Regions from separate parts of the Hordeum vulgare genome. Here region 1 is linked to region 2. Evidence: chromatin contacts called from public Hi-C data. All regions are on one chromosome and are shown on one strand. Each heading gives the region's core, a stretch centred on a gene start, on an enhancer-like site or on the middle of the called end of the contact. The rest is flanking DNA. Distances are from core to core; before and after follow the strand shown. Region 1 has its middle 240 kb from the start of LOC123425225. Region 2 has its middle 230 kb from the start of LOC123425625.

Region 1 (4,876 bases), core at 354-2,853, 430 kb before region 2:
TCCCAAGTATGTCGGATCGTGGACAAGCTTAGTGTCTCTACTAGGTGTGGTAGCCCTCTCATGTGGAGATTTCAAAATAGACCTCATGGCTACATCCACCAACCATTATTTCAACGATAATGTTTCTTGTGTTGGCCAGATGCAAACATGTTACGCAATAAGCAACATCGCTATATTGCATATCTAGCAAATCAAATCATGTGACTGATTTGTTCACGAAGTCTCTACCAACATCTATGTTCCAAAAATATGTTCATGGAATTGGTATGCGACGGCTTTGAAATTTGCAAGAATTAGGGGGAGTATCTTCGTGAATTGTTCATGTTCAATGCATCGTATTATAGTATTTTTTTCCCTCCGTGAGTTTACTATATAAGTTCTCATGAAGGTTTTTTATGAGGTAATATCAACACAAGATCATATGTCATACTTTCAGTTTTCCCCATCGGATTTTTTAGGAAAGTATATACGACATATTTATTGTTCTCTTGATTCTATGAGTTTTCTCGTATTGAGTTAAAGAAGACAACAACGATTATATGTTGCATAATCTTCTCCTTATTTTTCCCACTCGGTTTGAAGGAGTTTTGGCAACATATTATACTCCTCACATTTTTCCCACGGGGTTTTCGGAGGAGCCTCTTTTCAACATAATGATATGGCTTGGACAAGAGTAGATTAAGGGAAGTGTTAGGATTTAATTAAGACACTTAATTAAAGGGACCCCCCCCTTGTCCTAACCGCCCCTCCGCAACAACCACATCCCTCGATGCGCTGTTCGGGAACGGACGCGTCCCTCTCTTGCGTCCTCTCAAATTATATATAAGCCTAATCATTAATGAAAGAGATCAATAGAGTTTATTTTTACATCATGGTGGTTTTCTCTCCCGCTGAGTTCTAACAGCATGGTTGTACTTGTGAAATTCTACTTGGGGTGCATTTTATTTGACAGTTTTTTCTAGATCTTAAATAACATTGGATGGGTTACTTTTTGTTGGCATTGGAAACATATCATACTATGCAAGGGCAACATTTCACAAATTAATGAATGCTCCAATTTTTTGATGAGATGGCTAAGCTCTCATAACTTACCAATGAATTAATCCTTTTGAAATGAAACAAAGACATGGATTCAGGAGTAGTTTCATAAATGAAAACCCAACAAGACGCCCGTTGGTTTGTAAACATATACTGGATTAAATGGACGATTATTATAAATGTGAAAAGAATGATAAAAGCGGCAGTTATTAGGAATAGAAGAAGGAAACGATAAAGCGCTGGTTAAATGCCACTTTCCCGTTCCAAAATAAATACCCCCGAGAGTACTGTTGTATACCAGTACACGTGTGAACCATGGTGATAAACAGGACAGGATGCCGTTGTTTTAACAAAAAAATGTAAATTGGCTGGATTGTTGTAGTGACGTTTATTCGTAGAAAAAAACTATAATGTGCAGTTATATTAGAAAATTAATAATATCAAGACGGCTGTTAGGGCGGTATGGGGCCCACCGGTCGGTGGGTCGGTCGTGAGAGACAAACATGGTCTGACCCATCCGTCCACGTTGTCGCCATGCCATCTGGCACGCGCCGGCCCCCACACAAAATACGCCACGTGTCCCTCCGTGCTGCGAGCGCGCGGCCGGGGCCGAGCCCCTGCTAGGCCCTGGTCGAACTGGTCTGATTTGATCGCTTGACCCTGACCGCCATGTGGGGGCCGGCCCGCAGCCGTACGGCGAGTTCCTTGTTTGCTGGCCTGCTGCTGCAGGAGCGGCCGGCTTTGAAATGCTGCCTCTGACCAACTACGCTTTCTTTTCCATCACCCCATTGTATTTTCTGATGATGGTACTACGTGCGTAGTACTGTAATAACCGGGCCAAGATCTTGGACGCGAGCGCGGGCGAGCATTTTGCCTAGCTTTTTCTGCGCGGCTTCCGCTGCCTTTTGGGCAGCCTAGTAACGGTGGCGCTGGCATTCCCCGTGCCACACACAACTTCTCCAAACTTTCTAGGGATCGATACCTGCAGCGGTAGCTACATACCGCCCCCGGGAAACATCGTCGTATCTATGGGCTGCTGCTTGTATGCGCCGTGTCACGGATGCGTGGCGCTTGCCCACTAACGACATGCATGATTGTTAATCAGAGCATGCGTTGCTAGGGTGACTCATGGTGGATGTCTTCGGGGCAAAGAATTCATGCATTGGCTGTTTGGCAAGTGTTGTCACTTCCAGGAAAAGAGAAAGAATGAAATCTCTTGGTGAGCACTATTTTTTTCTCCTTTTGTTTTTGACGCCCTACAAGTAAGAAGTTGTTTCTTGCTAAGCTTCTACACACGCTCCACGGGCACTGACATACAATAATTACTACTACTCATTCGTCCTGCATTTAGGTGGACTACATGCAGAAGTTTCACAGGCATTTCGCGGGCATTATTCAAGTTACACCGGTTCCTAAGATTCGCTCGTCAAAGTTGCACGTAGTTAATTCGGTCGTCGACGGTCGCGTGCGCCCACACACACACCACAGACCACAGACCACACAATGCATATATATGCATGTACCTCCAGGGATCGTGCCAAAACTTTAGACTTTGGAGGCAGGGAGGCCTGCTTTATTAAAATCGCATGTGAAGTTACCATATGTGTCGGCATTTCCTCTAGTTGGCCAAACGGCCGGGGAGGTCCACACGTACCCTTTTGCATTGCAGCGCTTGTACACAACTCTAAGTCGTCCAAGTCTACTAACTCACTCCATGAATCTTACCATATGCTTGCTTGCAAATGTACAGTAGTAACAAATTTACCTCTTGAGTTGCTTCTTACACGTTCTTTCCCTGAAACAGCGAAAGCACAACTTGCAGGACCAATTTCACATATACGCGCACTGGGTGTACAGCTGTCAAGGCCCCGACACGGCCGACCGTATCGTAACAGAATTGGAGCTGTGGAACAGAAAATCTTTGTCGTTGATCATGAGCAAGGTGCCAGGGACATCCATTGATGAGAACAGCTAGGCAGCACCTGGAACTGAACGATCGAGTGAATCCATGAATGCATGCATGCGTCGTCGATCGACACGCACTGGAGAGATCTGATGAACAGCTGGTTTGCATTCTTTCTTTCTTGGCCTACAAGTAGTATGGTGTATGGATTCGATCTAGTGTGTTTTAATTGGATCGGACCAGCACGGAAAACAAGTATAGTGGGTGTATATTCCTCTTGGGCCTACAAGATTCTAGACAGCGCATGCCTTGTGCTTGCGCGACTCCTCTCAGTCGCCGGCAAGATTCTAGGCTCAAGGGGAACGTGCTCTCAGTGCATGCATGCGCGGTAAAATAAAAATAATGCACGCTTCATGGCCTTGGGTGTACTTTTGACGTAAACTATTATCACCCATTGTTCCACGCCGGCCAGGCGGTCAAAGCCGCCGTATGCATGTTCGCCAACCTCACAAGCCATCGCCATGCACGCAAACCGCCGCCCGGAAAGGAGAAAGTGGCCTAGTTCTTCGTTCAAACGGGCATCTACAAAAATATATTCTCCATGATATATACCCTCATGCCTTCAGGAAGAAGAAGAGAAAACCAAGCGTTCACAGCGAGAGAGGTAATCCCTGACATCATATACCCCCCATTCATCGCATTGTATTCATTTGTTTATTTTGTTTGTCCCCAACTCCCCATGCATTACTTGAACGATGAAGCTTTAGTCAGTTGGCAATCTCTTGCCTTCCTTCCTTCCTTCCTTCCTTCTCACACATGTATACTACTCCTAGTAGCTAGCAGCCTAGCAAGATATATAAAGAAGACAAGGATATCTTTCTGAAGCGTAGAGAACACACCCACTGACAAAACGCACACACTGAACGAGTCTTGGGACCTCGAGATCGACGGAGAGCAGCACCGGCCAATACAGCTAGCTAGCTACCCGTCACGGTCCACACGTACGTGATGACTCATGACAGGAACCTGAATACAAACTAGTGGAGTACGTGTTGTGTCGGTACGTAGCGCATGCATTGAATCCCCCAGGTAGGTGACGAGGAAAGTACTCGGTTCACTTCTCCAGATCTTGAAGTTTAATTAGTAGTATATTCACCGAAGCAACATCTGTCGTCGCAATGTTGCCCTATGCACGTATTGCTGATCTGTCGGGGGTTTGAAAACTGATACATAACGCCGTATCTAATTTATCTTTGACGTCTCGTATCTTGACAATTAACATGACGACAATAACAAAGCCGTCTCGTTCGGTCGCGGAGAGAGAGAGAGAGAGAGGAGCGACCGAGGTGCCCCTTCCCCCTGTGTCCTCACATAGACGACACATCATGCATGGGTAGCTAGCTTTGTGAGGCAACCGGCCAAGGAGGAGAGAGACAAAAGCAAGACGAATTTCTTGAGGAAGAAGAAGCTCACCTTTCTCTCACTAATCTTGCAGTTAGGTCGCCCAATTCTCGGTTTGTGCATGACGGAGGTAATATAATGAGCGGCATCTGGAGTGGGAGTAGTTTAATGGAAGGACACGACGGTAACTGAGGCGAGAAACCAGGAGCGGGGAGACACTTGTATGGCGCGCAAGCCCGGGGGCCCATTGTTTAGGGATCCCCAAAAGAAGGTCGTACGCTCTCCTTTGCAAGTTGATTGACTTGATGCACTTGCATCTGTACCCGAAAGCATCCGAATATTCCCATGTCCCGGCACGAGTCCAAGGGAAAACATTCCAGCCGAGCTCAAGGGTCGTGGTCGCATTTGCATGCATGTGAAGCGAGCCTTCGTGTAGCCCGCCCCGGATCCTAGAGAGAGAAGGCAAGGACCCGAGTCCATGCATGGCCGGGTCAAAAATGAGAGCAAGAACCGGCCAGATCGATCATTGCCGCG
Region 2 (5,053 bases), core at 2,004-4,503:
TTAGTTTACGGACAATGTACAGAGGTGTGTTGTTGAGGTTCCAAATGGGTGTGTCAAAACTAGAAAGATATGTTTGCCGAAATAACATAAGAAAACAGATACAAAACCTCAACCAGAAATCCATTCGGCGGCCTCAGGGCTGCCTTGGTCCAGCGCGGCAGCATAGCATGCGGCCTATATTTCGCTAGATGGGCAAAGGAGCACCTAACCTGTTGGGTGGCTCCCACAAGGCCCATTTTTTTCTACAAACGCGCCAAATGGTTTTGTTACTATTATTTTATGTGCTCCCTCTGAATTTTGGTTTTGTTATTATTGTTTTAATGTGCTTTCGGGTTTTAGGATGTTTTTTTTGTGTGTGTGTTTTTCTGGGTTTTGCTTATTTTTTTCATAGGTTTTGACGGGATATTTTTGAGACATAGTGCCTTTTAGCGAAAAGCACAGTTGTGCTTTCACAAAAAAAAACACATGCTTCCATGAGAAACACAGTTGTGCTACCCCAAAAAAGAGAAAAAACATAATATCTGCTTTCATGAGAAACAGAAATGTGTTTCCTCATAAATGAAATAACATAACTTGTGCTTCTGTGAGAAGCACACCTATGCTTCCTGAAAAGGGAAAAGCACAGTTGTGCTTAGAAAATGTGAAAAGCATAATTGTGCTTTTGGGTCCTGGGTTTTCTTTGGTTGTAAATTTTCTTTCCCAAGCTTCAAACTTTTTTCTGGTTACAATTGTTTTCTCGTTATTTTTTGCATTTTTATTGTTTTCCGGTTTTCTTATTCCCTTTTTTCATAAAATAAAGTTTGCTAAAATCTATTAACATGGGATGTGGTTTCGAAAATCTTATCGCGGGAAATTCAACGGTGAAATGGTTTGAGATTTGGATGCAAGATTCAATAGATAAAATGCTTTGAAAAACTAATCTGTGAAAAAGGAAAAAACCCTCACGTTGCAACAACTCGCGCATACAGTGTCCCAGCTTGTCGGTGCCAAAGAAGGTGCAAAGTAACCTTTGCAAAGGATAACCCATAACAAATGATCTCGACATCCCTTACATCCCGGGTGACATTATGGGGCAGCACAACAAGGCCCAACAAGCCATATGAATTTGTACTTTTTTCTAAAACAAATTAGGTAACCAAAGAGAGGGCAGTAAAAATCCTATGTACCGCTCCTGTTGGCACATAGTCGAGGCTTCACACCTTGATCTACCCCGAGCGCGGGAGATGGGTGAGCCCACTGTTAGGTTTTTTCCTGATCTTCTTTTTCGTTCCTGTTTTACTTTTTTTTGTCCAATATTCTTTTTCAAGTTCAAAAAACGAAATAGGAAAATATAAGATAAAAAGAGAATCATTTATAAACCAAAATAAAAACTGGTGACAAACAAAACCTGATATACCAACCCGATAAAATTGGAGAGAACCGGTGGTGGGGAGAGGCTCGTTTTGGGGCAGACAATTATCTGTTGAGCCGAATCATACGTAAAAAGGAGCAATCAGACTTTAAATGGCATGTTAAGCGCTAGATAGCAATTGTAAAGGCTGGGATCTCGAGAGTGAAGTTTTGGTGGACGTGATCTAGATAGCGGTCGTTACTCCTGACGAGATCTAGACTGGTCCCATATATCAATACTAGTCTTTTCTGCGCACTTTGTCCTCACTTATGCACACCCGGGATCAACTTTTCGGTCGGTCACCCATTCTAAAACTACTCCAAGCCAAGTACGCTTAACCTGAGAGTTTTGTTCGAATGAGCTCCCGGAAAAGAAGAAATTTCTTATTGATATGAGTAGTCTATCATCCCTAATAATCCAGGCTATCACAACGGGGGCATTGGAGGACTTTATTTCATGTGACTGAACAATGATATTTCTAAGTTTTAGAATAATACGCAAAAAAATCTGTGAAAACTTATGCATATTCACAGTGGATCTTTAAAATTTCTTTCAAAAATATTAAGATTTGCAAGCTGCACATAAAAAGCAAAAATTTGGCCAATCAACAAACAAAAAATGGCCCATTACCATGTATGTATTTGTTTTTTTTATGTCTAAGCCATGTATTAAACTATATTGTGTTATATATGTATTTGCGCATGTGGGAAAAAAACTTCTTTTTACAATTTGGAACTCTGTATTTTTTGTAAAGTCCACCAATGCTCACGTGCTCCATTTGTAGTCTTCTTAGGGATCCCCTACTACAAGAGACCTCCTCTTTAGCATTTCACGCGATCGGAAGGGGTGCTCCTACATCGCGCCTTTCAGCGAGTCTGCCTTCGAACTCGCGCAAGGGAAGAGCCAGCCATGCCGGCCCACGAACGCAGGAGGCCACAATCTTTTTGTAAGCTTTGTGTTTTATTTTTGACTTTTACATTTGTTATTTATATGTTACAATATTATGCTCCCTTCATTTTTAAATATAAGTCTTTTAAAAGGTTTCACTAAAAGACCACATGCAGACGTATATAGACATATTTTAAAATGTAGATTCATCCATTTTAATCCTTATGTAGTCTGCTAGTGAAATTTCTAAAAAGATTTATATTTAGGAACAGACGGGGTAAGTATATATGTTATAGAAACACCCTTGAATAAAAAATTTAAATATGTAGAACAAGTGCTAACAAAATGTTGAGCAAGTATTTTAAAAATGTTGAAAAAATATTTTTTAAAATATTGATCGTGTATAAACAAATATTTAAGAAGTATATGAAAAATGTTGAAGAAGTATTTCGAAAATGTTTAACAAGGATTTTGATATTTGAGAAAATGTTGATTACGTATATAAAAATGTTGCACAAATATTTCAATAATATTAAAAAAGTATTTGAAACAAATGTTGATCTTGTATATAATAATGTTGATCAAGTATTTGAAAACATGTTGATCATGTATATAAAAATCTAGAATGAAAAACAAAAAGAAACCAAGAAAAACAAAAACAATGAAAACTGAAAAATAAAAAGAAAAAAATAAACCCAAGGAAAGGAAAAATGAAAAAACCCGGTGAACAAAAAAAACAAAGAAGACAAGCAAAATCAGCTTGACTCGATTCGAGTAGGGCGGGCCCCCTTTACCTAACGAGGTGAGTAGTGCGGCGTGGTGGCGACGTGAGCCTGCTTCTTCCTCGAGGAGCAGGGATCGATCCCTCATTCTCCACTTCTTCCTGCCTTTTTTTCTTTAACTGGGAGGGAAGTGGGCCGGCCCAAATACTATGTCGCATTCAGCGAAAGATCCCTTCCACCTCACTTAATACGATATATGGTCACCGCAGCTGGGAAGCTCCCGGGTGCTCACATGAAATTCATGTGGGGTGCGGTTCGTTAGAGTGTTGCCAATTCTTGGGCTCGATTGGTGTCCCTTCTATTGCTTGTTCACTGCTATTCATAGTAATGTTCACCACAACGGAACAACCATTAACAACTGATCTGACAGTTGACCGAAGTCGTTGACCGTTGAATATTTTGTAAAGAACTATGAAATTTGGAAAATCAGAAACTCGAAAAACATGCCCATTTGGTTCAAAAGGATAAGAAATTCGAAAACATACTCATTCGCTAACTCGGAATTAATAGGCCACACAAAAAACTGGCTCATAATCTCAGGAAAAAAACCTCGTTCATTCGCCAACTACTAACTCACGGGCCAACTAGGAGTGCGCTAGTTGGTGAATGGCTGAGAAATATTTTTTTTTAAGAAGCTAAGAAATATGGAAAACCCTATTCATCGCTCTCTATGGCAAATAGTCGGGGTTTTGCACAGTCGCACCGAGACTTGAGCCGGCACAGTTATAGTGCGGCTGACGGCAGGGTGTTTCCCTATTTTTAGTCGGCTTTCCTCACTTTTCTTTCGTTTTCTTTTTCTCTTTGTTTTTTCCTTTCTTGTTTTATATTTTTCAAATTTTCTTTTTGTGCACAATTCAAAAACTGTTAATGCTTTCAAAATTTATTCAAATTTAAAAAATGTTCACGGTTTCAAAATTTGTTCACAATTCGTAAAATGTTTGTGGATTCAAATTTTGTTTACAATTAAAAAATGTTCGCAATATTATACTTTCTTCAGAAATTTTAAATTTTTTCATGTTTCAAAATTTGTACATAATTCGAAAAATGTTTCAAAATTTGTACATAAATAAAAATGTTCAAAATTTATAATTTTGTTCATGAATATAAAATTTGTTCATATTTCAAAACAAATTCACAATTAAAAAATGTTCATGGTTGAAAACTTTTCTCACAATTTAATAAATGTTCGCAATTTTATAATTTTCTTCAAGAATTTCAAATTTATTAATGTTTTATATTTTGTTCACAATTTTACAATTTGTCCATGAATTCGAAAATTCTTCATGTTTCAAAATTTGTTCACAATACGAAAAATGTTCATGGTTCAAAATTTGTTCATAGATTCGAAAATGTTCACAGTTTTATAACTTTGTTCACAAATTTGAAATTTATTCATGTTTCAAAATATATTCAAAATCCAAAAAATGTTCACAATTTTATAATATTTTCAGGATTTGAAATTTGTTCATGTTTTAAAATTTATTCAAAATATGAAAAATGTTCATGTTTTCAAAACTTGTTTGCAGATTCAAAAAAAGTTCATAATTTTATTGTTTTGTTCACGAAATTTGTCCTTGATTCTTGTTTCATAAAACAAATCACAATTCAAAACTATGCACAATTTTGTAATTTTGTTCACAATTCAAAAAAATTCATAAATTCATAATTATTTTTCTAATTTAAAAAATATTCTTGTTTCAAAATTAGTTCAGAATTCAAAAAACGTTCTAGGTTTCAAAATTTGTTCACAAATTCAACAATAATTTCACATTTTTTTCAAAACACAAAATTTGTTCGTGATTTCAATATTTGGTCCCAAATTTTAGAATGTTTGTGGTTCCAATTCTTTGATCTAAATTTGGTGAAAAGTTGAATTTATCAATATTTGGTCACAAATTTGGTAAATGTTTGTGGTTCCAGTATTTAATTCTGAATTTGATGAACATGTCAATTTTTCAAGTTTTGTTCATAAATTCTGAAAATATTCGCAGTG

What was found. A called contact is a pair of places that touch in the nucleus more often than the background predicts.
Region 1: a Hi-C map of seedling shows a contact between it and region 2, with 4 times the contacts expected there. The contact joins two enhancer-like sites. A contact is called at or near these places in 3 of 6 Hi-C or Micro-C datasets (leaf and seedling).

The regions. Positions count from the first base shown.
Region 1 is chr2H:87,507,473-87,512,348 of MorexV3_pseudomolecules_assembly, reverse strand. No RefSeq gene overlaps it. Among protein-coding and RNA genes, the nearest start is that of LOC123425225, 240 kb to the left of the region's middle. Within about 2 kb of position 1,603, at least 2 of the 3 cell types and tissues checked have open chromatin away from gene starts, as enhancers often do. A contact at or near this core is called in leaf and seedling, where this site is marked.
Region 2 is chr2H:87,075,296-87,080,348 of MorexV3_pseudomolecules_assembly, reverse strand. No RefSeq gene overlaps it. Among protein-coding and RNA genes, the nearest start is that of LOC123425625, 230 kb to the right of the region's middle. Within about 2 kb of position 3,253, at least 3 of the 3 cell types and tissues checked have open chromatin away from gene starts, as enhancers often do. A contact at or near this core is called in leaf and seedling, where this site is marked.